Linked DNA regions of Mus musculus: all the other regions are linked to region 3. Evidence: chromatin contacts called from public HiChIP or PLAC-seq and promoter capture Hi-C data. All regions are on one chromosome and are shown on one strand. Each heading gives the region's core, a stretch centred on a gene start, on an enhancer-like site or on the middle of the called end of the contact. The rest is flanking DNA. Distances are from core to core; before and after follow the strand shown. Region 1 holds the start of Dnm3os (dynamin 3, opposite strand). Region 2 overlaps Dnm3 (dynamin 3). Region 3 overlaps Dnm3 (dynamin 3).

Region 1 (3,244 bases), core at 337-2,836, 85 kb after region 3:
AGGCCGGTAAGAAGACACTAATAGGAAGCATTCCCCTGGCTTGCATCAACTATTTAATCCTGTGTCAACCTGGTGTATTTAACCTGACATAAACCTCTTTGCTCTATCATAAGCTTCTAGATAAAGTACTCTGACTTAATCTTCTTCACAAGGGCTTGGGACCACTTTTGAACCGTTTGTGGTACATCAATTTAAAAGAAACCATGTTAGGAAAAAATAAATAAGTTAAGGCGGCTCTCACTTGAAGCATTTTGAAACAGCCAATATAGATTTGTACATCTCAAAAGTGTCATAGAAGGCAGGTACAAATAAGTTGTTCGGGCTCTAATTCTTACAAAAATACTATAGCCCTTCATCCTGTGAGTTAGATTTAGAAAATCTCCCACATTGTGACCTCTACAAGGCCAATTGATAAAGCTCTTATTTGAGACAAAAATCTAATATCAATCAGAATACAGTGGAAAACAAGTTAGGGGACCTCATGTTCACAACATTCAACAGCCTACATAATTTGAAACAGTTAACAACTGGGACAGAGGACTAGAGGCCAAGCGAGCTGAGAGTTTGTAAGTGGTCAAGCTTCACTGGGCCAGTTTCAACAGATTTACTTAACCAGAGATAAACCTCATCATCAGAACACCATGTAAACAAAACAAAAGTATTCAAACAGAATTGGGAGTAGCCAGCAGGATAAAACAATGCTGTCCTTAACCGTGTGGCTCTACCAGAGGGAAATGTTCAGAAAAGAGCGGTACAGCAGTGTGGGTGCTTGAAGTCTAAACTTTTTAACATTTCCTTAGGTAAGGCTATAGAACGGCATGCAGAGAGCCAGCCAAGAGAGCTGAGGGAGGGAGACGAGGAAGGCCACATATGGAACTAATTACTCATGGAGAGGCCATGACAAAGAGCATTTCTCCAGACTTTTCATGGGGGCTTCACTTTCAGGAAGTTGCTGTAATTACTGCTCAAGTCTAGAGCAGCCTGCAAGCTGCTGACAGGTCCAGCAGAAAAGGAGGAGGAGGAGGAGGAGGAGGAGGAGGAGGAGGAGGAGGAGGAGGAGGAGGAGGGAGAAGGGGGAAGAGGAGGAAAAGAAAGGGGGGAGCCCCAACTTATCTGACCTCACTAAGGAGTAAAATACAAGAAAACAAAGTATCGCAGGAAAGTTAAAAAAAAAAAAAAAGGCCTCGAAGTTTGCCTGCTTAACAGTGTTTGACTTTCTGCTTACTGCTTTGTCATCTTTCTATCTTTAAATTACTTCTTCAGCCCAGATCAGGCAACAAATTTGTACTTCTACTCTCAACTCACTTTCGGTTGGCCACAGCAGAACTGTACATCTTGCCTTTTTTTTTTTTTTTTACAGCTTTTCCATACTGGGGCCCCACTTCCTGCCCAGTTGAGGGAAAAAATCTGGCCTGAAGATGAAATGACTGCTTAACATTACACGAAAACATCTGGTACCATTTTATGCACAGACCCATGTCTGAGAGCAGGCGATTCTAGCGGTCTCTCCAGCGGCACAGCGCATACCCAAACCTCCCCAGGGTGACATCATCCCATATATGGACTCTCCAGCCCAGCCCTCCCCCTTTTCCTGGTCCTAAATTCATTGCCAGTTCCCTAGTCTGCTGCAAATGTGCCACGTCAAGACTGGAAATCACAGCCCTTTAGTGTGTCTCAGTCGATGCAGCAGACAGGGTTCAGGGGGGAAGCTGAACAAGCCCCTGGTGCAGGAAGACAGGCTCTCCCCAGCCCCGGGACAGGATTTTCCACACACCGATGGAAGCTTCAGGAGATCCTGCTCCGTCGCCCCAGTGTTCAGACTACCTGTTCAGGACAATGCCGTTGTACAGTAGTCTGCACATTGGTTAGACTGGGCAAGGGCCAGCAACGCCATGGACGGCTGGGGACACAATGTGCTGCTTCCAAGGAGAGGACAGCTGGGTGCTCCTTTGTTGAATCTCATATCCAGTGTTTCTCTTCACAGGTTTTGCAAACTAGGGACCAAGAAGCCCTCAGGGACTCTGCCAGGGGAGAGGACTGCTCCAGGGAAGACCAGCGGGTAAGGCCTCTGGGATTGCGTACCTGGTCTGTGATTGGGGAACTAGATAGAGATCCCATCACCTGTGTGAAGACGCTGGAGACACTGAGCTAAGGGACAGATAACCGTGAACTTAACTTTCAAAAGAGCAAGGTCGTATGGTAAATTGTGATTTTCTGTGTGTTTTTTATAAGTCTAAATGTTGATCGTTCAAATGCTTTCTTAAATGTAAGGGTCTTCCGCTTCAAAATAAAAGGTGGGGAAAAAAACCTCACTCCAGACAAGTAGCAAAAACTGAACGAGACTTAGTTTTGAATGGTTGAAACTGATAATTCAGAGACTTAAACTCGAGCATGGATGAGCTATGTATGCAACCTCTAACACTCCAGGAATGAATGCATTTTGCCCTAAAGGAAAAAAATGCAATTTTCAAAACTCTTGTATGAACAGGGAGCTTTTCTGTTTATCTATATAATAGAAACACCAGAAATAATAGTACCTAACGATAAGAAGCAGTCTAGTCTTTTGTTTTTTGCTTTTTTGTTTTGTTATTTTACTATCAGACAATGCAAACGCACTTAGCCAGAGATGAGGGCCCAAGTGCCAAACCCACATCTTACTGACTCAGCAACTTAGCAGGCCAGGGGAATAGCGCTCTGTCTTTAGTGGGCTCACTAGATAACATTGAAATTGTTCTTCTAAAATCCAAGAATGGCTGATACTTGCTGGTCAGCTGAGCCTGCTGGCCCATCTTTTTTTTTTTTTTTTTTTTTTTTTTTAACAAGGCTCTCACTTGTCCTGGGCCTTTGAAATGATAAGGCACGTTGTCTAAAAAGATGCTGATAAAACAGGAATTTGTAAACGAAGGCAAAAGTTTTCTTTGGTCAGTTTCCAGCTGTCCTGGAGGTGAAGGAGAGTGGGGGAGGTAGGCAGACTGGAAGCAAGAAAACTTCCTCTGGCTGAATGAAATACTGAAAGAGAAAATACTAGAAGAATCTGGGTCACTAAGTAAGCTGGGAGGTTTGTATTGAGCATCAGCGGTGGCTCCGTTAAAGAAAGTTCTGGGAGAAAATGTTGCTGCTGTACCCATAAAGTCTCGCCTTTCATTTATTTTCACCCCTGGAAAATTTCATTCCACATTCTATGGGATGAAATATTATCTGCTCATTGAGCTTTCTGTGCAAAACGAATACACTGTCTTTTGTC
Region 2 (3,053 bases), core at 73-2,572, 95 kb before region 3:
TGTTCTCCTGCCCAGACCCGGCCAGGGGTCCCTGCTTCCTGTTTGGGGCTCCACAGCTCAAAAGAAAGGGAGAGCTCAAATGTTTAGCAGATAGCAAGAAAAACAACAGAACACCAAAAGCAGAACCCATGGGGAAAATAAGGCAAATTTAGGTATTTTTTTTGTTTACAATTAGATACTTATTTCATTTGAGAATATGCAGAACCCTATGTCTTAAAACGAAAACAAAGAGGATTTTCCAGGGCTGACAATCATTAGTAAGACTGGAGACAGAAAATGATGTCTCTTATTTTTTATTTTTGTTGTTGTTTTTATTTCTGAAATAATTTGGGGTTTATCTTTGAACATGCCTCCCTGGACTAGAAATGAGGCCAAATGAGTTATTTGCTCTGAAGCACGTGGTCCTTTTGCTCTAGGTCAAAGGATGAAAGATGACATAAACACCTTACAAAAGAAGGGGGCTGACTATGGTAATGCTAATATGTACCCTATTTTTTTTTAAGTATAAAGTTTTTAAAACATTGATGTCTATGGGCTGTAGGGTGGACTGAAGTATCAGTTGCGTGCCCCACCCCCATCATAGTATAAAGTTGGTTATAGGAAAGTCTTGTTCTTTAATGGCAAATAGGGCAAAGGTTATATGCGGCAGGCATGTAGCCCCGTAGAGTGTGCAGGGTGCAGGTTGGGCTGTAAAACTGCTCATTAAATTGTCCTGTTCTGAAGCAGAAGCAAATACATGAGCTCAGGGAGGAAAGCCACAGAAACTGTCTAGAAATATTTCCGTGAAAGACTGTGCAAATAGCTCTCCCTGGTCATGAAAAATGCAGTTGCTGATATACAAATAGCTTCACTTAAAAGACTTAAATACCTTCCCTGCAATGCTGTCTTTGACTGACTGCCAAGAACTACCTAATGCTGTTCTTTTTTTATTTTCTCTTTAAATTTTTCTGAATAGACTGTATGGTGCATACAAAATGAAGATGGCACGTACACTAGAAGTTACTGAAAGAGCACGAGAAGGAATCTAGTTACTGACTCTCCATCCCAAACCCCTCTTTAAAGTTCCTGAGTTTTGTACTTGTTTTGAATGTCAACCCAAATAATAGAAAAGGTGGGGGGGGCAGGGAGAGGCATTTAACAATTGGTTGGGCGATGATTGTCCACACTTCAGTATTTTAGTGAACAGAAAGTGGAGAAGGAAGAATTCAAAGCTAATAATAGTAATGGCTTGCTGGCTAAATAATGAGCAGCAGGAGGACTTCTAAGAAGGCAGTTAGCCCCAGAGCGATTCAGACAGACTTGCTTACACAACGGCTGGCTGCTCTAGGAGGAAGCAAGCCAAAACCAACATCAACACCCAGCAGCGCCAGTTGCTCACAGGAGGAGTGTGTAGCGGGATGCTGATGAAGTGCATTGTGGGAATGAATGAGAAGTCAAGACCCCTATCTCGCTTTTAATGGGAATCTTGTGATGCCCCAGACCCTGTCTGAGCCGTACAAGGGGCACCCTGCTGGACTCTGCTTGGGCCCCGTGATTAATGGGAGTGACAGGAGGCCAGGCTTGTCTAGAAAATTGACTGTGGATGAAAGCAGTAGGCAGTGAATCATGCGCCCTGAGTTCGACCCCCACTGCTCTGTCTGGGGTCTCTTTCACCATTTCCGCAGTATGTGTTGGGGTTGGGTTGGGATGAGGGACCCAACAAGGATATGAGTGTGGAAATTCTTATTTATTTATTTATTTATTTATTTATTTATTTATTTATTTTTATAGCAAAGAAAGAACTGCAGATGGTTCAACTCCGTTCTCACTCCCAAGACTTGTGTTATCTTATAAAGGCAGTCTGGAGCTGCTTGTGAGAAACCGTGAATCAAAGTGAGAGAGACTCCCTGTTAGAAGCAAGGCTGGAAGGTGACAGGGGAGGGAACTGCCTGAGAATCATACAGACATTTGGCCAGAATAAAACTACAGAGCTGTCTTACAACGCTAAACCCAGTCACATCCTGTGAGATAGCTTGGACCGTGCTGAATGCGTCTTGCCAGTCAAGCTCCTTTTTCCAGAGTTTACTACAAAAAGCATTTCCTCATTCCCCCAGCTGTGAACAAACAAAACCAAATGAAACAAAATGAAACAAAACAAAACAATCATCTTGGCTCTTTCCCCCTCCCCCCCTTCTCACTGGCCCCTAAAACATTTCATTCAGGAATAATCATTTCTTTTGTGTTAATAGATTTTTAAAAGTTGGTATCTTCCTTCTAAAGTGGCAGTTGACAGTTTGACCGCTTCCTGCTTTACTAGCCCTTTTACTCTGCAATCCATACATTTATCCCCTTAACATGGTACATGCTGCAGTGTGGCACGGGAGCTCAATGAAATACATTGTACATGGAACTCGGTCCTGAGACAGAAACACTAGCTCCAACAGGGTAGTATTCACATGCTTTTTAAAGTGGCTCGGCAGAGAGTTAGGATGGTGGTTAGGCGCCAGCCCCAGGGTGTGGCTCTCTGGGACTCTGAGCAGCGAATAACTACTCATGCAAACGTTGGAGTTCAAGAATTTACAACTGGCAGAGCTGTTCATATGAGCCACTGGCTGACACGGGTCTGGCTCAAGGAAATGTCCCACTTTCACTTCTGAGGGTCCCCTTCTCTCTCTGTGATTGGTGCCAATGAAGAAATGAATCACCTCTGCTAGGACTCTCTGAATGTGGTACTTAGTGTAGCCTCCTGATTCAAGTGGTACCCTATCTACATCCTCCCCTTAGCAGGATGGATGGTGGGTAAGGGGGTGGGAAAAGGCAACAGATAAAAAGTGGAATCGCCTTTACTCTCAGCACTCACGAGGCCTAGGCAGGGGAATCTCTGGTCTGGCAGAATGATCTGTGGGAAGAATACTATGTCACATGTCAAAATAACTTTAGTTATCCTGGTTTTCGTAAGAGACTTTTTCCTGAGGAGACACCACACACACACACACACACACACACACACACACACACACACACACACACGCACACACACATGCACACACACACACACAAGTTAGCAAGATTTA
Region 3 (3,248 bases), core at 266-2,765:
TCAAAACTCTGACAAGTGTGATCCGGGAGAGAAAAGAGGTGAGGTTTAATATTAGAGATAAAAGATGCCAAATCTCAGACACATTAAAAATAAGAGAACAGTAAGATACTTGGGGTAATTTATTTTAAAATAAATGGATTGGAGAATTTGCTAGAAAACATGTTATTGACCTAAGCTGGTCCAGATAAAATATAAAATATAGAATATCTCTACAATGTACAATAAACATATTAAGTTAGAGTTAACCATCCACTTGGCAAAAACAACTTTTGGTGTTGGTGGCTCCTTAGCCCCCACCCCAGCTGAGGAGCTACTGACAGTTCATGGCTTCTTGGGGGAAGAACAGCCAGGTGTTTTTATAAGTGTGACATCTGGTAGGTTGACTATGCTCCAGAGGATAACCCCATACCCATCTGAATAGGGGAAGACTAAATTAAACTTGGTGGGTTTTTTTTTTTTTTAAGTATACAATGTTGGTAGGAAGTGGAGAGGTAGCGGATGGATCTGGGAGGAGTTGGGGGAGGTAAAAAGGGGGAATATGATCAAAATACACCAAACACTGATATGAAATTCTCTAAGACTTAATAAACATATTTTTAAAAACCCACCTAAAATCCTGATGATGTAAAATCTAGATGATTTTAGCAGTGACTTCCATCAAACATCCATCTACAGGTTAATCCCAGTTTTAAACAAAATTATTACAAAGAACAATTAGGGTTTAATGGCATATGATTGTATGAGGCTAAGATCCTTGATGCCCAAAGCTACCAGAGGTGGCACACAAAGAATATTTCTTGCTCAGTATTCCTTATGAATGTAATTGCAAAAGCTTCAATAAAACACTCATCATTTTAAGGCAAGAGTGCATGGTACATGTGCTTCACTTTGAATGTAGAAGATCAAGGATGGCTCACCATTAGAAAACCTAACAGCATGTTTCACCACACAAGCAGATTATAGGGGGAGGGAGGGAAGTCACATAGTCTTCTAGATGAAGGTATTGCTAAAATTGATCCATTTGCCTTGGTTTGAAAGCTTACACTGAATCCTCTATACCGAGGAACAGGAAGAATGCTCTGTTCCTTAAAGGATATCAAGTGTTTTTCAAAAACCTTTTCAAATTATTCTCTTTGAAATCAGAAACAGAATGAGAATGCCTGCTTATGATTGGCACTGTCCTGGCAGACTCAGACAGCACAAAAACCATTCAAAGGGCTTAAGATTTAAAAGCAAAAGCTGACAGCAAATATAGTGTTTGGGCGTGTCTGTGTTCTGGCAGAGGTCTCTGCAGAAGTAACAGAACTCACGATCGTTTTAGAGTTCAAGGTTTCCAGAAGACAGAAGATCTAGATTTTCCAAAACCTAGAATATTCTTACTTTGGTGACTCTTGTACTCTCTAATACCCATGGTTCTATTTTTTTCCTGTTTGAAGCCCTTTAATAACAACTGAACCTTGCGGGTGGGCGGAGCGGTAGCATTTATTGAACTTCCGGTATGACAGAATTCCCACAGAGCACACCCCATCATCAGATTCTTCAGGACCCAAGAAGAGCCCAGAAGAGCACTGAGCTCGGCCCCAGAGGATCGTGACTGCTCTGACCAGTCTTTTCATTCGTTATCATTTTCAGTGGTGTTTGTCTATTTGGCGTTTGTTGCTATTTTGCTTTGTTTTGTTTTCTTCTGCACAGTGGACTTTCAAATAACACCATGTCCTCCACAGTGGGGGAAATTCCATTTCAATATTTTATTGTAGAGTGGTATTTAATTTTCTTTCCCCTTGATTCTTTAAATGGCTTGTTCTTGTGGTTTTTCCAAGTATTTTTGTATTCTGAGTCACTCTGAGCAACTGACTGGGAATGTAGGAAGAAGGCTTTTGCTGTTTTCATTAACTGTCTGATTGACCCTGGGCTCCTCACTGAACCTAATCAAGTAACTTCTTCATTCATTGCTAAATCAAGATACAATGTAGCCTGTGAACCTGGGTTAAAATTAGACCTGCTACCTAATGACTCACTTCTCCTTAATTTACACAAATTAGATTTTTTTCCTATAACATTTCCAATTGAAGAAAAATGGAGACAACCCCTTCATTCTATTTGTCTGACTTTAGTGCAATTCCATGTATCATTTGTTCAATTCCACTGATTAATTTTAGTGAACAACCACAGCTCCTGGTGATAGTCAGTGGTAGGCACTTAAGTCCTGATGCTCTCCAGCAGCAATGATGGGAGAGATTAGAAAAGTGTCATGAGGAATATGCAAGGAAGGGGAGCAGGTCAAAGTTCCTATGCACCCTCTACCTCTAGGGTGAGAGGTCTGTCTGAACTGTGTGATCTTAAGAAAGTCAAAAGAACTTGGAGAAAGTGCTTCCTACCTTACAAAATGGTCACCCACGCCTTCCATCGTTTTAACCCTCTGTGGGGTTGGTTTATTTCCCCCCAACCCCACCCCCAAAAGTGAGGATTTGTAAGTTTGTAAAGTGTAAACCCTGATATGGTGGACCATAGGTAGTAAAATGTAGTTTTAAGAAAGATTTGGCAAGATTTTAGTGTCTGCTGAGAAACCAGGAAATAAACTAGGATTTGACGATCTTTCTGCCTCTTGTGTTTGGGACTTTTGAAGCCATAACCCATGGTGGATGTTAAAAATAGAAAACAAAGTCTAAGGAAAGCCAGTGTAGTGGCACTTGCCTGTAATACCAACACTCGGGAGGTAGAGGTAGGCAGATTAAGAGTTCAAGGCCAGCTTTGGCTATAGAATGAATTCCAGGCTAGTCTGAGGTACCTGAAATCCCGATTGGAAAAAAAAAAAAAAAAAAGTCTGAGGAAACCTCTTAACATAAAAGCTGCTGCACTGTCTTACCTTTGCTCGGTGTTGAAGAGTGCGAAGACGTGCTTGCTGGACATGAAGCCCTTCTCCACATCCCGGACCTTCAGGTTGTCCAGGGGAAGCATATATTTCTTTTCTTTCTCCTGGGATACAGAGGTGAAAGGAGGGGATGTTAATAGAACATCACACCAATGGCAACCAACACACCATCCAAATCAGCTATCACTTAATAACACTTGATTACTTTACCTCGATACTGTCACACACTAGTTTTACCCCAGTTTCTGAGGAATGCAAGTTATCTGAGACAGGAGAGTACAGGGACTCTCAACACATGGGGTGGGGGAGGGGAGTGTACGGGAAAGACTCAGATGGAGAAAACACATGCTCCTCTCTCCTTGCCCCCTCATGTGGG

What was found. HiChIP or PLAC-seq counts read pairs in DNA pulled down with a chosen protein or histone mark. Capture Hi-C pulls out chosen DNA fragments and counts their contacts.
Region 1: an H3K27ac HiChIP or PLAC-seq map of embryonic fibroblasts shows a contact between it and region 3, with 31 read pairs. The contact joins the promoter of Dnm3os here to the enhancer-like site in region 3. A contact is called at or near these places in 9 of 39 promoter capture datasets (the 3T3-L1 cell line, 3T3-L1-derived adipocytes, the SN4741 cell line and 5 more), 22 of 484 Hi-C or Micro-C datasets (the 3T3-L1 cell line, the C2C12 cell line, adipose-derived mesenchymal stem cells and 7 more), 7 of 115 datasets of contacts at active chromatin or transcription factors (the NIH/3T3 cell line, craniofacial prominence, embryonic fibroblasts and 4 more) and 3 of 9 other capture datasets (adipose tissue, liver and pancreatic islet).
Region 2: a contact with region 3 is called in a promoter capture Hi-C map of adipose tissue. The contact joins two enhancer-like sites. A contact is called at or near these places in 1 of 39 promoter capture datasets (hippocampal neurons), 4 of 484 Hi-C or Micro-C datasets (embryonic fibroblasts, nephron progenitors and uterus), 2 of 115 datasets of contacts at active chromatin or transcription factors (the NIH/3T3 cell line and heart atrium) and 3 of 9 other capture datasets (adipose tissue, liver and pancreatic islet).

What each region holds. Positions count from the first base shown.
Region 1 is chr1:162,216,037-162,219,280 of GRCm38.p6, forward strand. Dnm3os (dynamin 3, opposite strand) reads left to right here and starts at 1,587. Exons shown (of 1, transcript NR_002870.2): 1 at 1,587-3,244. The region is part of intron 14 of Dnm3 (dynamin 3); the gene reads right to left. It overlaps Mir199a-2 (microRNA 199a-2), which reads left to right and starts at 1,778; the gene lies at 1,778-1,887.
Region 2 is chr1:162,036,714-162,039,766 of GRCm38.p6, forward strand. All of the region lies in intron 17 of Dnm3 (dynamin 3), which reads right to left. Among named protein-coding and RNA genes, the nearest start is that of 2810442N19Rik, 33 kb to the left of the region's middle. Within about 2 kb of position 1,323, at least 166 of the 459 cell types and tissues checked have an H3K27ac peak or open chromatin away from gene starts, as enhancers often do. A contact at or near this core is called in the NIH/3T3 cell line, adipose tissue, embryonic fibroblasts and 1 more, where this site is marked.
Region 3 is chr1:162,131,591-162,134,838 of GRCm38.p6, forward strand. It overlaps Dnm3 (dynamin 3), which reads right to left. Exons shown (of 21, transcript NM_001038619.2): 15 at 2,867-2,976. Among named protein-coding and RNA genes, the nearest start is that of Dnm3os, 84 kb to the right of the region's middle. Within about 2 kb of position 1,516, at least 65 of the 459 cell types and tissues checked have an H3K27ac peak or open chromatin away from gene starts, as enhancers often do. A contact at or near this core is called in the C2C12 cell line, the NIH/3T3 cell line, the SN4741 cell line and 10 more, where this site is marked.